2 separate regions of the Mus musculus genome follow, and region 2 is linked to region 1. Evidence: chromatin contacts called from public HiChIP or PLAC-seq data. All regions are on one chromosome and are shown on one strand. The core of a region is the stretch at or near the end of the contact, and the rest is flanking DNA. Distances in the headings are between cores, read along the strand shown. Region 1 overlaps Tmem132b (transmembrane protein 132B). Region 2 has its middle 63 kb from the start of Gm40329.

The links. HiChIP or PLAC-seq counts read pairs in DNA pulled down with a chosen protein or histone mark.
Region 2: a contact with region 1 is called in an H3K27ac HiChIP or PLAC-seq map of embryonic stem cells, with 4 times the contacts expected there. The contact joins two enhancer-like sites. A contact is called at or near these places in 3 of 115 datasets of contacts at active chromatin or transcription factors (differentiating embryonic stem cells and embryonic stem cells).

Annotation. Positions count from the first base shown.
Region 1 is chr5:125,572,104-125,578,377 of GRCm38.p6, reverse strand. All of the region lies in intron 1 of Tmem132b (transmembrane protein 132B), which reads right to left. Among named protein-coding and RNA genes, the nearest start is that of Tmem132b, 43 kb to the right of the region's middle. Within about 2 kb of position 3,332, at least 18 of the 459 cell types and tissues checked have an H3K27ac peak or open chromatin away from gene starts, as enhancers often do. A contact at or near this core is called in embryonic stem cells, where this site is marked.
Region 2 is chr5:126,101,523-126,107,356 of GRCm38.p6, reverse strand. No RefSeq gene overlaps it. Among named protein-coding and RNA genes, the nearest start is that of Gm40329, 63 kb to the right of the region's middle. Within about 2 kb of position 2,691, at least 7 of the 459 cell types and tissues checked have an H3K27ac peak or open chromatin away from gene starts, as enhancers often do. A contact at or near this core is called in embryonic stem cells, where this site is marked.

The DNA.
Region 1 (6,274 bases), core at 2,083-4,582:
GTCCCAAAAACCAAGGCAGATGGCTAGAATGGATCTCAGCAGCTAAGAGCACTTGTTTCTCTTTCAGGGGACCCAGGTTCGATACCTAGCACCCACATGGCAGCTCACAGCCATCTGTAACTCCAGTTCCAAGGGACCCAATGCCCTCTTCTGGCCTCTGCAGGCACAAGGCACACATGTAGGCAAAATTCCCATACACGGGGCTGGAGAGATGGCTTAGCGGTTAAGAGCACCAGCTGCTCTTCCAAAGGTCCTGAGTTCAAATCCCAGCAACCACATGGTGTCTCACAAGCATCCGTAACAAGATCTGACACCCTCTTCTGGAGTGTCTGAAAACAGCTACAGTGTACTTGCATATAATAAACAAATCTTTTAAAAAAAACAAAACAAACAAACAAAAAAAAACTCCCATACACATAAAATACTTTTCAAAAAAATTAAGTCAGAGAAACCCTGTCTCGAAAAACCAAAAAAAAAAAAAAAAAAAAAAAGTTAAGTAAAGTGGATCGTGTCAGAGGAAGACAGCTACAGTCAACCTGTGGCCTCCCTCAGCGTGTACACACACATCCACACACCCATATGATACCTTACATACTTACATATTCAGGGGTGCCCTAGGGGTCAATTTCCAGAACAAACACAGGCCTGGAAGTCAGGGCATGGGGTGCGGGGCGGGAGGGGGGTAAATGGCTTACCCCATCACCCCCTGCCATCTAGGAGAAACAGCTGAGGACCCCTGGGACTCTGACGAGACAATATCCTTTTAGGATGGTGGAGCTGGGGTACTTGGAACAGACAAGGTCTCATGACACTCACTCCCCTTTGTATATGTTTTCCATCCTATGTTCAGACCACAGTTCCTGAAGCCCCACCCTCACCTCCTTTCAGACTTAACACTGTGCCTAATGCAAGCAGCAGGCCATCAGCTACTCCATGCTGGTCTACCCACCCTGGGGAATCTCAAGCAACTGGCTAATTCCCAGATGTCGGCATCTCTCCTTGGGTCTAAGAAAAGTGACCGTTCTAATTCATCTTGGTTTTGGAAGCAGTGCACCCTCCCCCAGATGTCTTGATGAACCACTGTGCCGAGGAGCCAGGGACACCGCTAAAGAACTAATTACCACACCCCAGGCCCCACAACGGATCCAGCTCTCTCCCTTTCTAATCTTCAAGAAAAAAATAAAATGTCATTTAAATACATCTGCGCCAGGCAACTAGAAAGGCCGCCTGCCCGGCTCCACAAAGGCCCCGAGTTTGTCATCCTGCTTGCTGTAGCCAAAAAATCATTATTTTTTTCTGGCACCGGTGAAGGAAGGTGAGGCCATGAAGAGACCTGGAAGTTACTGGAATTCTGTCCGAGGCACTGGGTAGCTGCACCTGGCCTGAGGCAGCTGCCAAGCTTAGAAACACTAAGTGGTGGCGCCAACCTGGGGGAGCCGCCAAGGAACAGCAAATAGACTCAGAGGTAGATCTCGAAACCCGGGGTCCTGCAGAAAGCACGTCTGGCTTCCAGGCTGAGGCCACTGAAACATAGGAGGGGGAGGACTGCAGGGCCACAGAGAACCCAATTAATTCCATCAGCTGGTGAAGCATACCAGCTCACTAGTTAAAAAGGTAGGGAGAGCTCGGAATAGTCTCTTCTAAGCAAAGCCCCCAGCGGCAGCGGCAGTGTAGGAAGATTGCCAAGGTGACAAAATAAACAGCTCCGCGAGATGCAGGAGGGACGCTGATCTTACCTCCCCACTGCTGTATGATGCCCAGAAAATTCTTGCTCTCTCTGAGCCTCTTTTACTTCTCTTCTCAACTTAATGTTTAAAGTGTTAATTTTAAAGGTTTAAGTGTGTTGAATAAATGAAATGTTTCCACGTGTAAAACTTTAAAAAATAGAAGAGTCTAGAATGATCTTTCCCTTCCTCTACTCTCTCCTGTTGCCACCAAACTCCCAAGAAACAACTTCTGTTATTGGATTGTTTGTTTTGCTTTTGAGGCAGGTAGCCCAGGCTGGCCTCCAATTTGCTACACGGCTGAGGATAACCTTGAACTCCTGGTCCTCCTGCCTTCGATTCCATACCTGGTTTAAGCAGTGCTGAGAATAGAACCCAGGGTTTTGTGCATGCCAGGAGAGCGCTCTCCTGATAAGCCATAGCCCCACCCTGATGCCTGGCTTCTCTTGAAAACTTAAATCTGTTAGTCCTTTCAAGGATTTGCCCCCAATAACCTGCCTTCCTCCCATTAGGTCCCACCCCCAATGACCTGACTTCCTGCCCCCCACCCCCACCTGCCCTCTATGACCTGACTTCCTCCCATTTGGTCCCCCCTCCCCCCACAGCCTTCCACCCCCACCTTCCAATGACCTGACTTCCTCCAGGCTCTGCAGCCAATGGTCTAACCTCTTCGCACTAAGCCCCACCTGCTGAAGGTGCCTGACACTAGCCACAAGCTGGGGACCAAGTCTTTCTCCACACAAGGGGCCTTTGTAAGTAAAGTACTAATCTCCAGCACCATTGATATTCATTTTCAAACTCAGTGACAGTCAGAAATGACAGAATATGACAGCCATCACATTACAGAATGTGTAAGCCTGACACCTTACCTTGCCACTAACAATGGAGTAGTTGGGGTTCAAACAGGGAGCCCTGGGTCACTCTGATGCTAAGAAAGACTCCCAAATTCCCAGGATATTGAAAGAAAGCATAGATGTCACACAGAGAGAGAAAGAGAGACAGAGACAGAAAGTTAGAAAAGGAGACAGAGAGACAGAGTCAGAGAGAGACAGAGAAAGAGACAGACACAGAGTCAGAGAAAGGCACAGAGAGAGAGAAAGTCAGAGAAAAAGAGACAGAGACAGACAGACAGCTGTTGTTTGTTTGTTTGTTTGTTTTGTTTCAATATGTGGAGTAGGAAGGCCTTACCCAACCCAGGCTGATCTTCCACCCCAAGCAGGACAAACGAGGAAAAGTCTCCGAGGGCGTGGGGGAGGGGGTATATGAAGGGGCCTAGCCAGGCATCTCCATGTCACTGTTTTCTAGATGTTTCTATGTGGCTCTTGTTTTTACCAAACACATCCATTGCGTTCATGGAAGGCAGAGGGTGCAGACGTTTTATGAAAGGAAGAACAGAGCTCAAGATGGGGAGATCACTGTCCCCCACCAAGGCAAGACCTGTGTCTGTCGCCCCCAAAGCCACAGGCTAAATTCCTGAGAGCAAAGGCGTTGTCTGGGAGAGAGAAGGAGAGCGTGATTTTAAGTGGAGAACCGCTGGGTAAAAGCCTCCCCTGCTGGGAGCTGCACAGTTCATTCATTAAGGATGAAACAGACTCCAATCTAGAGCATCCCACAGGGGCAGGGCTGGCTGCCTGCATCTGGGAGTGCAGACTCTCCAAGGTGCTCACAAACCAGCTCCTTCAGAAGCCCCGCCCTGAATCTTAGCAGGAGCCGGGGTCAAAAAGATAAACGCCTGCAGGGACCAGACAGAAACAGCCAGGGAGCCAACACACAACGCTTGAATATCAAATTCACAGGGACATGGCTTCCCATCTGCCAAGGTGTCCCCTCTGTACTGGGGACACTGTTCTGTGGAAACACCTCCAGTGTTGGACAGAGACTAGCCTGTCTAGCTTGAGGGGAGCTACCAAGGAGAGCTATTATAAATGGTAACTTGGGGGAGTGCCTTTGGCAAAGTGGCGATCTCATGCTTTGCGTGAAGGGTGCTTCCATGCACACAGCACCGCACATCTGTGGGAATGTGGGGGTGTCCTTCATACCTTCATAGTTTCCCCTGCTTCCACACACCCCCCCAAACTGAATTACTCAGGAGCAATTTGTCCAGTGTTTTCATATTAGTCCATTTTTTTTTTTAACCCAGAAAATCCTTGAGGAATACAAAATGGATCTCTGGCCCAGTCTGTGAGGCGTCATTCTGTGTCTGATGCTGAACAGGAGTAGGGATAAGGACAAAAGATTACCAGAAGAAGAAAAAAATAAATGCTAGGAACGGATCAGCCTGCTCCCGGACCTTCCTCTGGTCTGAAAGGTGCCCCACAGCTTCATGCACTGTTAAAGGTAAAGTATTTGCCATACAAGCCTCAGGACCAGTGTTTGATTCCCCAGAGTCCATGTAAAGAGCCAGGCAAGGTGCTGTGTGCTTTTAATCTCAGCACTGGCACATCCCTGAGGCTCCACCGACCAGCCTGCTTCACCTAGTCAGCAAGTCCTCAACTCAAAAAGCAAGGTGGGGTCTAGAGCGACGGCTCAGTACTTAAGAGCACTTTTTGCTCTTGCAAAGGACCTAGCTTCAGTATCTAGCACCCACATGGTGACTTACAATCATCTGTGACTTCAGTTCTAGAGGACCGGACACCCTCATCTGCTGTCCATGGCCTCCTGCACATATGTGACCACCAAAAAAAAAAAAAAAAAAAAAAAGCAGACAAACACTCATACACAGAAGTAATATTTTTTGAATGTGGGTGGCTCCTAAGAAATGATACCCAAGGTTTACCTGGCCCCAAAACATATGTATGCACACAATAATATTAGTGATAGCAATGAATTAAATAAAATCCATTGATTACAACCTGACTTCCCTACACTTGGTGATTTATGAACAGCATTCAGTCTTGAAATCTAGGATATAAGGTCAAGGTAGATATGAGCCTACAAATTTATTCTTTATATCAACAGCTAATTTTATATGAGTTTGATATGAGTCATCTGAGAGGGGAGAACTCCAGTTGGGAAAATGTCTCCATAAGTTAGGGCTGTAGGCAGGCCTGAAGAGTATTTAATGATTGATGGAGGAGGGCCCAGCCCACTGTGGGTGGAGCCATCCCTAGGCTGATGGTCCTAGATGCTAAAAGAAAACAGGCTGAGCGAGCCATGGGGAGCAAGCCAGTAAGCAGCATCCCTCCATGGCCTCTGCATCAGTTCCTGCCTCCATGTTCCTGCCCTATTGGAGTTCCTGCCTTGGATCCCCTCACTGGGTTGTGTAGTCCTACAGGGGGCAGAAGAGGACCATGGGACCCCATAGATGTTGTTCATGACCAGTTCATGCCAAATGAGGCAATGAGCTCAGGGATCTTTCCATCCCCACTTCCCCAGTGCTGGGCTTACAAGCACGTGCCACCAAGCCCAGTATTTTTCTTTTTTAAACATGGATTCTGAGGTTCGAGTTCAGGTCTTCACGCTTATGAAAACAAAAACAAAACAAAACAAAGCAAAACATTGGAGACTCATTCAATTTCAAAAGGCCAATTCAGAGGTGGCAAGCAACCTTGTCCTGGATCTACGGCCATGTTGCTAAGCATTACTCCCTGGGAACTGGCCCGAAGATTCTGTAGAGAGCCCAGCCAAGAGCCACAGGACGGCCAGTCATGTCCTGACTCTCAGTTCCTAGAGACATGTGTGTCCACACATGAGAAGAGCCATAGTGTAGCATTGAAAAACCATAAAGAAGCGGGACTGATAAGCTCTTCCCGGGGCCGTAATCCAGCCCCATTCATCTTGTTTTCTCTGCCTGAGTAACGGGCAGATGTCACTGCCAGCGGCTCCCAAGGGATTGATTGCAGCCACCATTTCTGAAAGGCTCCACAGATTCAGCTCCATCCCAGCTCTTGAGGCATTTTTCAAGCCAAGAAAGGAGAATTTCATTTAAAAGACCAACAGCCATGAGTAACCTCCCCATTGGGTTCCGATTCGATCCCGTTGACAGACTCTAAACATTCAGAAGGTTGAATACGTCTCCGGCTTTTGTCTAATTACCTCACCTTGTAACAATTACCGCAGCGGCAGACGTGAAAAACCGGGAGCTGCCTGCCAGGCAGCCCTGTGACTTGCAGATGGGGCCCTTAAAGACGCATCACTCCATGGACATTATCAGGCACCTACTGTATGCTTGCGGCACACGGAGAATGCAGGTTCAAGACAGAAGAGTCACCTGTTCTCGTGTCAAATAAAGCACTGAGAACAGACAAATGAGATCATACCAGAAAGCGATAAAGGCAAAGAAGAGAGCTAAACTTGGTGACATGGTGATCCCACGGGCTGATGGGAAAGCCACGACCTTCCTTACTTGAACTTTGCCCTTTCCTTCTTCCCTGCATCACCATCTACACCCAATCTACAAGAGTGAAGGCTGCTCCCTTTTCTGATTGGCTGTGGTCTTGAGCATCCACTCTGATTGGTTTAGGGTATTGGTCTTGCATTCGGATTGGTTGAGGTATTGAGTGTCCCTTCTTATTGGCCAAAATGTTGTGGCTGATCGTTCCATACCTTCT
Region 2 (5,834 bases), core at 1,442-3,941, 530 kb before region 1:
CTTGCCTGGCTCCCTGTGCAAGGACACAGAGATAAACTCCACAAAGAAGAGCTACAACTCACTTCCCACTCCTCATGCCTTGTAATTTTACCAAGACCACCTGCCAGAGAAGAGTTGTAGCCCAACTCCTCCCAACTCTCCTCCCAGCTCCTCCCAACTTCTCCCAATTCCTCACTTTTTCCTTTAAAAGCCCCCTACTGTTACTGCTCAGGGTCGAACTCCCCTTCCCTGCACAGTAAAAGGAGTTGGTCCTCAGCTAGCTGACAATAAAGCCTCTTGCAGCTTGCATCAGGTGTGGTTTTCTCTCGAGTTATTGGGGTGCCGGCCAGCTCATCCCTGGACTTGAGCAGAGGTCTCCCCATTTTCGGGGGTCTTACAGCTTTACTTTGTCAAATTAGATTATAATTCTATGTGCTATCAGAGAAGGGGGGGGGGTTGAGTAGCCTTTCGAGATGTACCTTAAGAGCCAAAGATGTGTGTGTGGTATGTGTGGCCAAAGATGAGACAAGGGTTGTTAATTGTTCTGGAGTTTTTCTTTGCTGCCAACAGGCTTCAACTGGATTTCTAGGTAAGGCTCTCCAGTCTGCTCTCCTATCCCTAAAACTTTATCTGCTTGCCTTAGTTTCTTTTCTTTTTGCTGTGAAGGGACATCATGACCAGGGTAACTATTATAAGAGAAAGTGTTTGACTGAGGGCTCGATTACCATTTTAGAAAGTTGGTCCATGACCATCATAGTGGGAAACAGATTGGCATGGTGCTGTAACTGAGAGCTTTATGTAACAGGCAAAGAGAGAGAGAGAGAGAGAGAGAGAGAGAGAGAGAGAGAGAGCAAGCTGAGACCTGTTTTAGGCTTTTGAAACTGCAAACCTTACCCCTATAGACACATCTCCAACAAAGCCACACCTCCTAAACTTTCCCAAGCAGCTTATCCACTGGACTCTAAGCATGCAAATATAAAGAACCTATAGGCTCCGATGGGATATTATAATTCAAACCACCACACTTGCATTCTATCCTACATCACCCATCCCACTGGGAAAGTGATCACACTTCACCACAAGCCTGTGAACGTTCACTGGATCACCCAAATCCTAAATTACCACTATCATCACAACTGTCATGGTCTGAGCTCAATTTTGCGGTAGCAAAGGTCAACAGAGTCATGTCTTTGCTAATTGGCCTTGTTTGATTTTTGATAGGTTATTTCTCTACTAGTGACATGAGCCAATTTAAATCAGATTAGATATTAGATTAAAGGCAGATTAGGAAGCTGCTCTCTAGTGGGTGAGCATACTCCAAGGGTTGAGGCCAGGGAAGTCACCTTTGGGTGGGTGGGGCGGGGGAAGAAAGAGAGAAAGAGCACAGAGAAACTGGAGGAGGAGGAGCAGGAGGAGCAGGAGCAGGAGGAGGAGGAGGAGGAGGAGGAGGAGGAGAAGGAGGAAAGTGACAGACCAGAATGTCTAGATTATATAGGGATGAGTCTCTGGGGAAAGGGCAGCCCAGTCACTGAGTTGGAAAGTTCAGGGTTGGGGGCAGGGTCTGCCAAGTAGGGACTGAGGGATGCTGGGAGAACCTGGAGGCCAGGTCTGCTTTGACATGTAAAATATGCACCTCAGTCCCTTGTCCCAGGGTCCAAAACCAACCAATTTGGTTAACACACAAAAAAGGGGAGGGGCGAGTTTCATTATAATATCTTTAAACATGCCATTAAATTTTGCTCTCCCCCTCCCCCCATCTTCTCACCTTCCTAGTCTCTTTTCTCTCCACAGATAATCTCCCTTTCTGCTTTCAAGACAGATCTATTGATCTATGCTGTGCCTCTATTTATTTCTCCTTTCCTGAGTATGTGGAGGAGTTGGGGTGGGATGGGGGTAGGGTCTAGATTCTGCATGTGAGAGAAAGCAACATTTGTCTTTCTGAACCTTGTTTCTTGCTTTTAACCTTTCAGCTTAAGGATGTCCACTTGCACCCATTTACCTGAGATTCACATAATTTTCATCCTCAGAGTTAAATGTGCTCTCAGGGTAAACTTTTGTGCTGTGATTCTGAGAGAGGTCTCTGCACCCTAGGTGGGCTATTTCCCCCCCCACACACACACACACAGGGGCTGGAATGGGCTTTACTTCCTTGGATGGGTCCCTCTTAGCAGGATGGCTCTGGGTTCTTAAGAAGAATCTTGGTTGTAAAATGAAAAAGGGGCTTTTAAAGGCATATTTGCATCTCAAAGACACAGAGGGGGTTAACCACAAAAGCTGCAGGTTAAAAATGCTCTAAATCCCCTAAGGCCTGGGTGAGAAGTGTGTAGGTTTGGTTGCACCTTTGTTAAATTGACAGGAGGTGGGGAGAGGGAGGGACAACAGGCACCCGGAGATATTATGGCCCTGTAAATCTCCCCTGGCTGACATTTATTCTGACATGGGTCTGTAGACACCCTCTTTGTTAGTCAGCTTTCCATAACTGTAAGAAACATTTGAGAGAAATAAATTTTAGAGTTTCAAAAGTATTCCACTAGCTGTCTTGTTTCTGGGCTGTGGTGTGACCCAGGGTCAGGGTAAATCAGTTTGCCTTATGCAGTCAGCAAGGCAAGAGCAGCAGGGACGAGGAACAAGGACAGGATATAGTCCCCAACTATCCACTTTCTTCAGCGAGGTCCCACCCCCCATCTGTCACCTTTCTGCAGACCATCAAGTTATACATAGGTCCGGATCAGAGCTCTCAGGTCCAACCACTCCCCAAACATCGCCCTGAACACTGCTGTGACTGAGACCAAGCCTATAGCTTGTTAGCCTTTGAGACATTTCAGATCCAAACCCTTAGCACTCTTTATAACAGTGGTTCTCAACCTTCCTAATGCTGTGATCCTTTAGAACAGTGCCGCAGACCCTCTGGGCCCCTTTGTCTGTGTGGAGCGGGTCTCTAGTTGCGGGTGGGCAAAGCGTCGGATGAATTGACAGACGGATGCACACAGGAGAGGTTGTGTTGGATCTGAATGTAATGTCAAATCGAGCATCAGACTTTTTATGCAGAAGACAATAAGGAAGTTGGATGACATACCCGCAAGGTACAAAGAGGTAACTGGAATCTTACAAAAACAGAGGAATGCAAACACAAAAGGTCTAACAGGAACCACCTGGGATAGAATTTATTGTTAACAACTGGGAACAACAAGGGCTCCCCCTAAGATTCACTAATCTTAGAAGCCAGGGTCAAGGGCTTCGCGCCCTTGCCATAGTTCCTATTTTAGTCTATTGTATAGTCCACCTTCCCCTTAGGCCATTGTAAATACGTGTGTATGGGTGTAACTCAGCTATAGTCTGAAACTTCCTTCTTCCTTAGTGATGGTAAATTCCTGTGTAAGGGAGTGACTTAGCTTTTATTCAAAGTGATAGTGTAGTACCAGAGGCTATTCTGATTAGCAACATTCTTACTGAATTTCAAGCCCATGGTCTTGCTCAAGGACGTTCTAGGACTGTTGGAACACTGGCAGAAGGCTTTAGCTATGTCAGAATTCAATCTTAAAAGGCACTTATAATAAGATAATACTAAAAGAGAGCACATGGATCCATACACGCCAGACTCCAGGAGTGAGTTTCTGTGAAACTCTTTTGCCTCATGAGTAGCTTTCAAGCCTCAGCCTGTTACGCTGACTCGACCGGAGAACGTGGCAGAACAGGTCCTCGTGTTGTGGTGACCCCAACCATAAAATTATTTTGTTGTTACCTCATAACTGCAATTTTGCTATTGCTAGTGAATTGTAATGTAAATACCTTGTAACTTTAATTTTTTCTAAAACCTATTTTTAGTGATGGTTCTTAAATGTGTCCCTTGTAGCCCATCACCCACCAGAGGTAGTGGAAAAGAAAGGAAATGAGGGAAGTGGATCTGTATAGAAAGGTTCTTTGGAGCAACTCCTGTTGTCTGTGTTGTCTCGAAATCGACAGTTCAGTTCACAGGTTAGCAGTGGTAGCTCAATCCACTTGTAAACACTTCACGGATACACCAGCAGTCTAGTTCAGCAGAGTTAGGATAGCAAACACGAATTTTCCAAGGTGGCACGACCTAGTAGAGACAGCCAGGCCCCAGCCTCACACAAGTCAGCAAAGGGGTCCCAGAGGGACACCAGGAGAAGTTCTTGGCTGTGCCTCTTTCAGGGAAGCAAAGATCAGGGAAGACTCGAGACCACAAGTGTTGCACAACTGGCTCTATAAGCAAGCCTCTGTCACTGTGTGTCAAGTCCTTTTGGTATGCCCTCCAAACATCCCACGTCCTCCCGGGATCTTGCCTCAGCATGTGTACCTGCTTCAGATGACATTACCCTGCAAATTAGCTCAGGTCCAAAGAAGCAGCATACCACCAGAAGTTTTTTTTGGTGTGTTTCTCTCTATGGTGTCCCGACAAATGCAGCTCAACTATGCAATGTAGGGCAGACCAATACAAGTGTGCTGCTAGCACAGAATCTCTCATCACATGCCCTTTCTTTTTTTTTAAGATTAATTTATTTATTATATGTAAGTACACTATAGCTGTCCTCAGATACTCCAAAAGAGGGCATGAGATTTCGTTACAGATGGTTGTGAGCCACCATGTGGTTGCTGGGATTTGAACTCCGGACCTTTGAAAGAGCAGTCAGCGCTCTTAACCACTGAGCCATCTCACCAGCCCCAAATGTTTTCATTAACAGAACATCATTTCACCTGTGTCTGTGTCTGCGAAACATTCCCTTACAAGTCTGCCTTAGCCTTTCACCTGTATCCACTTCAGCTAAACACTCCTTCATGAGTTTGCCCCAGCAAAACACCATCCAACTGGCTTCCTAAAGAACCCTTAAGTTTCCACTTCAATACCTAATACGCAGTAGATCTGAAAAGGGACCCTCGTGATGTCTTGACCCACAGATTAAGAACTGCAGCTCTGTCACATGATGCTAAGACCTTGGGAGCATTGTTGGTTGCATGTAATGGATAATATATTACCTCTCCAACACTTCCACCTTATTTCATTACCTCACCAACTGATTGGAAAGTTCCCTGCAGGAGATGTGGCTCCTGAGATATATCTTTTAGAACAAATAGCTATTTGTGGCTGTTTCTCTCAATTGTTAAATTTTGAAAGATGTAAAGCCAGAGGTGAGACTTCTAACTGTGCTTCTCATCTGTGCTGGTTCATTTTGTGTCAACTTGACATAAGCTGGAGTCAACAGGGAGGAGGGAGCCTCAATAAACAGTAGGTCAGATTGGCCTGTGGGCAAGACTGCGGGATGTTTTCTTGATGAATGATTGATTGGTGGGGGGGGGGGGGTGTCATCTCACTGTGGATGGCGCTACCCTTGTACAAGTGGTTCTAGATGCTATAAGAAACCAGACTATGTAAGCCACGAGGAACAAGTCAATAAGCAGCATCCCTCCATGGCCTCTGCTTCTGTTCTTGCTTCCAGGTTCCTGCCTTGACCTCCCCTAATGAGGGACTGATTGCAAGCTATAAGCTGAAATGAGCTCTTTCTTCCAAGTTGCTTTTGTTTATCATGTTTGGTCACAGCAGTAGAAACAGTAATGAAGGCACTGCACCCACCCAATATACAAAGTTCAAACATTTATAGAAGAGTCGACACTTCTGAATGCAACAAAGGACAATGAGACTCAAGGACAAGGACTCACTATCCCAAGGATACTCTGAAGACTGTGAAGAAGATCCTTCATTAAGATTAAAGACTGGGCCGCTGAGAAGGATCTTGTTCTTCAAGTATGAGGACCTGAGTTCAAATCCCCAGCATCTATTTAAACACCAGACAAGTTTACAGGTGTCTGTAACTCTTAGCATTGGTGAGGCTGAAGCC